Regions from separate parts of the Oryctolagus cuniculus genome. Here region 1 is linked to region 2. Evidence: chromatin contacts called from public Hi-C data. All regions are on one chromosome and are shown on one strand. Each heading gives the region's core, a stretch centred on a gene start, on an enhancer-like site or on the middle of the called end of the contact. The rest is flanking DNA. Distances are from core to core; before and after follow the strand shown. Region 1 holds the start of CHSY1 (chondroitin sulfate synthase 1). Region 2 overlaps LRRK1 (leucine rich repeat kinase 1).

Region 1 (2,902 bases), core at 254-2,753, 180 kb after region 2:
GACCCAAAAAAAAAAAAAAATCCCCGCGCGCCCCGCCCACCGAGCGGCCGGGCGGAGGGGGCGCGAGGCCGCGTCGCGAGGGGCGTCCGCGGCCGGCGAGCGAGCGCCCTGGGTGCCCGCGGCCCCGACCCCGCGGTCGCGTCCCGGCCGCCTGCGCGAGGCGCGCCCCCGAGGACGCGCAGGGCCCGGAGCGCGCGCCGCGGCGCACGGGCGGGAGCGTGGTCCGCAGAGGGGGCTTCCTGGGCACCGGACGGTCCACGGAGCGCACGTTGCCCCGGCCGGGGCTGTCCTCAGATAAACCCCGCCGCCACGCCCTCGCCTGCCGCCGGGCCGACCTCCCGGCTCGGGCGCCGCGCTCCGTCCACACTGCAGCTTTGTTCCCGCCGGGCGGCCGAGCAGGCCGCCGCCTCTGGAGCTCCGGAGCGGCCCCAGGGCGGAGAGCGAGCCGGTGCACGCGGTGTGGAGCGCGGTCCGTGCGAGCAGGCGGCCGGCCGGAGGCCATCTGGAAAAAGGCCATGCCGGGGGCTACAGACAGTACAGACAGGGTTGGGATTCCGGCTTCTAGAAACTCGGCGAGGGCAGTGGAAGCTGAGAGGGGTGCATAGGGCCCGGGCGCGTGTGTAATCAGGGGGGCTTGCTACTTAGTAGCCTAAGGAAACTTGGAGAGCAGGATAGTGCCCCGCGCCGGGCAGACGAACCCAAGTTCGGGGGTGGAGAGCAGGCGTGGGTATCCCTGTCCGTGTGGCCCCGTGCTGCGCCCTTTACACACTTGACCGAGCTGTGGGAGATGGCGATGCCTTCCCGGCCACTCAGGGGTGGTCATCTTGTTCATTCTTGGGGCAATACTGCTCTCTTGGACATTTGTGACTTGCATCAAAAAATAGTCCATTACTCACCTTCCCACAGACGCCCTAAGAGGTGACCCACGTCTAAAAATAAAATACTCATTATGCAGTGAGTATAGGATCGCAGCAGTGGTCTTGGGAAAAATACAGAACATACAACCGTGAATTACAGGCTGGGAAACCGTTGGAGGAGGTCTCCAGTGGGAGCAGAGACCGCAAACGCCCAGAGCCGCCACCAGATGCCCCCGCTCAGCGACAGCCCCCCGGTTCACGGTGGTTTACAGAAAGCGCCCGGCCTGCTGGCGAGATGCAGCTTTCAGTTTCGTTACCTCCTGGGCGGCTTTGCTGTTTCCCAACCTGCTCTACACGCGTCTCCATTCTCTCTGCAGACCCCACCGGGAAGGGTGCAGGGGTGACGGGGACATGGCAGATGCCAAAGGCTTTGTCCTGATTCCTCGTGGCCGTCCCTCGGCTCCTGGGCGCAGGCTCCGTGGGGTTTTCTCTCCCGGTGTGGAAGGGTAAGCTTTTCGCCATCGCGGCTGAGCCTGACGGAGCCCCCAGGAGCAGCAGAGGAACCCATAAGGCAAGTCCTTGCAGGAAGAGCAGGCGTGGGTCAGGCTGCTTCCTGGTGGCTGGGAGAGAAGCCCTGCCCAGAGCAGCTGGTGGCTGAGCCAAAGCGGTTCCCTAGGGGACAGATCCAGATTGTTCCACGAGGGACCTGGGTCAGGAGACAGCCGGAGCAAATCCAGGGCACCAGAGACTTCCGTGGCAGTAACCCCAGGATGGCTTCGCCTCCAGAGACAGCCCGAGCTGCCAGGACCTGCAGGCCTCCTGACGCCCACCCCCAGTGCACCCACAGCCCCCTCCGTCCCTCCCTCCTTCATTTGTAAAGGTGAGGAGGAGGCGGGCTGGTTAGACTGTGGGCGCCGCACCGAGGTAAACTGAGGACTTCGGTGACTGGTGACGCTGGGGTCTTGACTGGCTGCACCAGAAACCTCTGCCACTGCCCATCTTCCTCGTGGTGTTAAGCAGCATCGTGGCTGGAAGGGGAACCAGACCAGAGCTGTGCCGGGCAGACTCCTGGCGACACACACCTCGGCCGTGCTGCGGGGCTCCAGGTCTGTGCCCTCCTGTCGGTAAACCAGATCCTGGCCCGGGCTCCTCCCTGGTGACTCCAGACTATTTAGAAATTCACTCAAAACTGCCAGAGCCACCATCTGACTTCCTCTCTCTTTTCCTGTGTGGGTCCCAAGGACACATAATTAAAACCCATCTCTACCCACTTTCTGAACATTTCCTCACGACTGCAACTTTGTCCCTACACAAGTTACTGGTTTTTTTCTTTTTTTTTTTTCTTTCCTGTTGGAGATTCACTGAGTGCCATTTACAGATATAGCATTTTGGATAATTCGCAGCGATTTCTTGGAAAGCCCTGCTAAAACCTCAATTGTTTGTGGGCAGCATGCCTCCAACGGCTGGCAGAATTTCCTGGAATCGCGCCCCAAACAGGGGTCCCTGGAAAAATGGGAATAGTTTTCTAAAACCATTCAGCGACGCCTCTTTTTTTTTTTTTTAAGATTTATTTAATTACTTGAAAGAGTTACAGAGAAAGAAAGAAGCAGAGAAAGAGAGAGAGAGAGAGAGAGAGAGGTCTTCCATTCGCTGGTTCACTCTGCAATTGGCCACAACGGCCAGAGTTGCGCCAATCTGACGCCAGGAGCCAGGAGCTTCTTCCGGGTCTCCCATGTGGGTACAGGGGCCCAAGGACTTGGGCCATCTTCTGCTGCTTTCCCAGGCCATAGCAGAGAGCTGGATCAGAAGTGGAGCAGCCGGGACTCAAACTGGCGCCCATATGGGATGCTGGCTCTGCAGGCGGTGGCTTTTACCTGCTACACCACAGTGCCGGCCCTGTCAGTGTCACCTCTTTTGAGAAAGTTATAACGACTCCTTCTTTCGGAAGCTTTTGTCCACTGCCTGCTAACACCATCTCTGGCGAGCCCTTCCTAATCCTACCCCTGACCACTAGAAAACTGACCATAAGGGCCTCGCTGACCTCC
Region 2 (2,997 bases), core at 275-2,774:
CCTAAACTGTAACCGTCACAAAGTCTCTGCCACTCGCTCGCTGCGCTGACACAGATACTGCAGAAAGTCCGTGGGAAAGGGAATGGAAAGAGAGACACACTTTGGTGCACAAAGTTTTGCAGCCCGAACTTTCCTGAGCCCCCGCCCGCGTGCATCTGCTGAGGGCCGGTTCTGCAGCACTCAGGGGGACTGACCCCCCGAGGGGGCTCTCCTGGGCTCTGGTGTGCTCGGCTGGGCGAGGAAACGCCCGGGCAGGCACACCCACCACCCACCCAGCCAGGGTCAGGCAGCCTGGGGCGGTTTCCCGGGACCCCCACGTGGGCCCTCCTTCCACATAAGCTGCAGGGTCCCAAACACTGCAGGTAGCGTTTCCTCCCGGTTCAGCGTCCTCTGGCCACCGCCGGAGCTGCAGTGTTCTTGTCATGCTTGTTTCACACTGGGACTTTTTACCCCTTACAGAAACGAAGATGGGCTTAAGACGAAGCGCATTTCCTTTTTCACCACCAGGGGGCGCCAGCGCTCAGGGCCCGAGGCAGGTGCGTGGAAGTGGTGGGTGTGGGAAGCCGGAGGGAGGGTGGGAAGAGGGGCAGGCGGTGTATTTGGGGCTTTCCCTTCAGTCCCTGTTGGACCGGCACAGATATCCACGTGGGGCGGAGAAGCCAACAGTTACCGGCTGTTGCTCGGGTCCCCTGTGGACACTGGGTGCCCAGGAGCCCTGGATTCCTGAGGGGAGCCGGGTGTGCACCACCCTGATTCTCTGCACCTGGCACGCGAGGACCAGGTGCCCAGGGCGTCTTGGTCTGCTCTGGCGGCCAGAAGGTCGGGCTGAGAGCAGCAGCGTGGTCAGCTCCAGGGAGAGTACCCCCCCCAACCTGCCCCGCCACCACCGTCTCCCCTCCTCTTGGAAAGAGGCCACGCCCTCACGACCTCAGCTAAACCTAGCGACCCCCCAGAGAGCCCACTCCGGGCATCAGCCTGTGGAGTTAGGGCTTCCGCCGAGCGTCTGGGTGACAGGGACACAGTCCAGAGCACAGCACTGGGGTTCACTGTCTTGTGGCTGCCTGGGGTAGATCCTGGGTTCTGCCCAGGCCAGGCCTAGGGGCTCCAGCCCAGGGGGCAGGAGGCCGTCACTGTTCAGAGCTTCTGACACACACACTGCAGTGTCTCTTAGAGTCCCCAGGGCCCCGCAGGCAGAGGGGAGGCTCGGAGCTTCCTCTGGAGCTGTCCTGGTCCAACCACACGGCCAGCATGGCAGGGCTGCTCCTAGGGAGAGAGGCTCCCCCTCTGCATTGTCTTCGTGGGGTGCAGGGAAGGTGCACCTGCCCTCCCACTGAGCAGTCACCCCTCCTTGGTACCCTCGAAGCCAAGACATCTGGAGCCAGCCACCCCCATAGAAGCTGCTCCAGAAAACAGGAACCAATATTTACACCAGTTGAATGTAATTAATTGGCTTTTTTTAGCTTAATAGATCGATGTTGGCAGGCTCAGATGTGTGAGGTAGGCACGAGCTGGGAGTAGATGCCAGCACATGTTGGCAGGAGGTGAGCTAAAGTCGGTGCACCTGCTGCACTTCCTAATGAGCGAGTGTGTGTGTGTGTGTTTACATGTATGATAGGCATGTAGATCAGTCACAGAGAGCTACGTGTGTTTATTTATGATCAAAAAGGTAGCACATTATAGTAGGACACATAAGAGAATCCAAAAATAGACCTAAGTGAACGTTAGAATTTAATTAATTAACAACAAAGGTGGCGTTCCAATTTAGGGGGAAGAATGCGATGTTAAATAGTGTCGGGAATCTCATTTTGCTTCAGTTACACAAATGCCCATGCGACAGCAGGTTTAGGTGTAAAAGACAAATGGAAAATAACACATAAGAGACTGTGTGTAACATTGAGAGGTGGGAGGGAACTTTAAGAGCGAGCTGAGCAATCCAGCGATCGTCAAGGAAAAAGATGGAAATCTTTGGCTTTGTGGACACTGAAAAGTTTTGCTGAGTCAAAGGCACCATAAACCAGTCGTAACGCAAGCAGACCATGACAGGGTTGCAACACACTTTGGCTTGCATCCCTCGGATACAAAGAATGCTTGCAAACTCATTCGGAAAAGACAGCCCAGTAGGCAAAAAATGACTTACAGATAGGGATAGTTTGTAAGAAGTCCAGACAGCCAGGAAGAGATGCAACGTCTTTATCCCTGCTAATAGGGAAATGCACTTACGGGTTGCACAGCCGATCCCTTTTTAAACAAAGGGCCTTGGGAGAAATGGAGTCCAAACCTACGGATTGCATTTGGAAGGAAGGAGAGACCCACGAAGGGTGTGTGGGAGGAGCCGGGGGATCCTGGTTATGCTGGTAGGCTGAGCCTTCCTGGAGCTAGTGTGAGTCAACTAGGAATGCATCCAAGCACGTGTGTGTGGGTGGCATGTGTTCATGTATGCACAAAACACACAAGGGTACTTTTGAGACTCATGTGTTTGAAGGGGTCTCCAAAAAATCCATGGAAATGCGTGTTATGAGGCAACTATGCATAGATCTCAAAATTCTTATACCAAAATAAGCTTAACTTTCCATCCCATTTTCTCACAAACTTTTTGAAGCATTCTTTTATAAAAGCGTGTGTGCAGGGTGTGTGCCTGCTGCAGACGTCTGGCACACATAGAAGCTTCCAGATACTTGTCTCTGCGCCTTGCACAGCCCCTGCTGGGACCATGGAGAGGGGCAGGAGGAGGCGGCCCAGCACCCAGGGGACGCAGCCACTCGGGAGGCCCCAGACAGGAAGGGCGAGGTGCACAGTGGAAAGCACAACGGGGCAGGCATTTGGTGCAGGGGTTAAGGTGCCGCTCGGACACCTGCTCGTGTCGAGGGCCTGGGTTCGAGTCCCGGTTCCTCTTCCAATTCCAGCTTCCTGCTGATATGCCCGCTGGAGGCAGCAGGGGGTGGCTCAGGTACTTGGGTCCCAGCCACCCCCTTGGGAGACCCAGGTGGGGTCCTTCCT

The links. A called contact is a pair of places that touch in the nucleus more often than the background predicts.
Region 1: a Hi-C map of embryonic fibroblasts shows a contact between it and region 2, with 5 times the contacts expected there. The contact joins the promoter of CHSY1 here to the enhancer-like site in region 2. A contact is called at or near these places in 4 of 6 Hi-C or Micro-C datasets (ear pinna, embryonic fibroblasts, skin fibroblasts and 1 more).

The regions. Positions count from the first base shown.
Region 1 is chr12:10,455,909-10,458,810 of mOryCun1.1, forward strand. CHSY1 (chondroitin sulfate synthase 1) reads right to left here and starts at 1,504. Exons shown (of 3, transcript XM_070053316.1): 1 at 1,175-1,504. The coding sequence starts at 1,425. It overlaps LOC138844529 (a long non-coding RNA gene), which reads left to right and starts at 1,290. Exons shown (of 7, transcript XR_011380436.1): 1 at 1,290-1,428; 2 at 1,534-1,737; 3 at 1,837-1,963.
Region 2 is chr12:10,270,942-10,273,938 of mOryCun1.1, forward strand. LRRK1 (leucine rich repeat kinase 1) reads left to right here. Exons shown (of 33, transcript XM_070053315.1): 12 at 460-536. Among named protein-coding and RNA genes, the nearest start is that of LRRK1, 84 kb to the left of the region's middle. Within about 2 kb of position 1,525, at least 1 of the 8 cell types and tissues checked has an H3K27ac peak or open chromatin away from gene starts, as enhancers often do.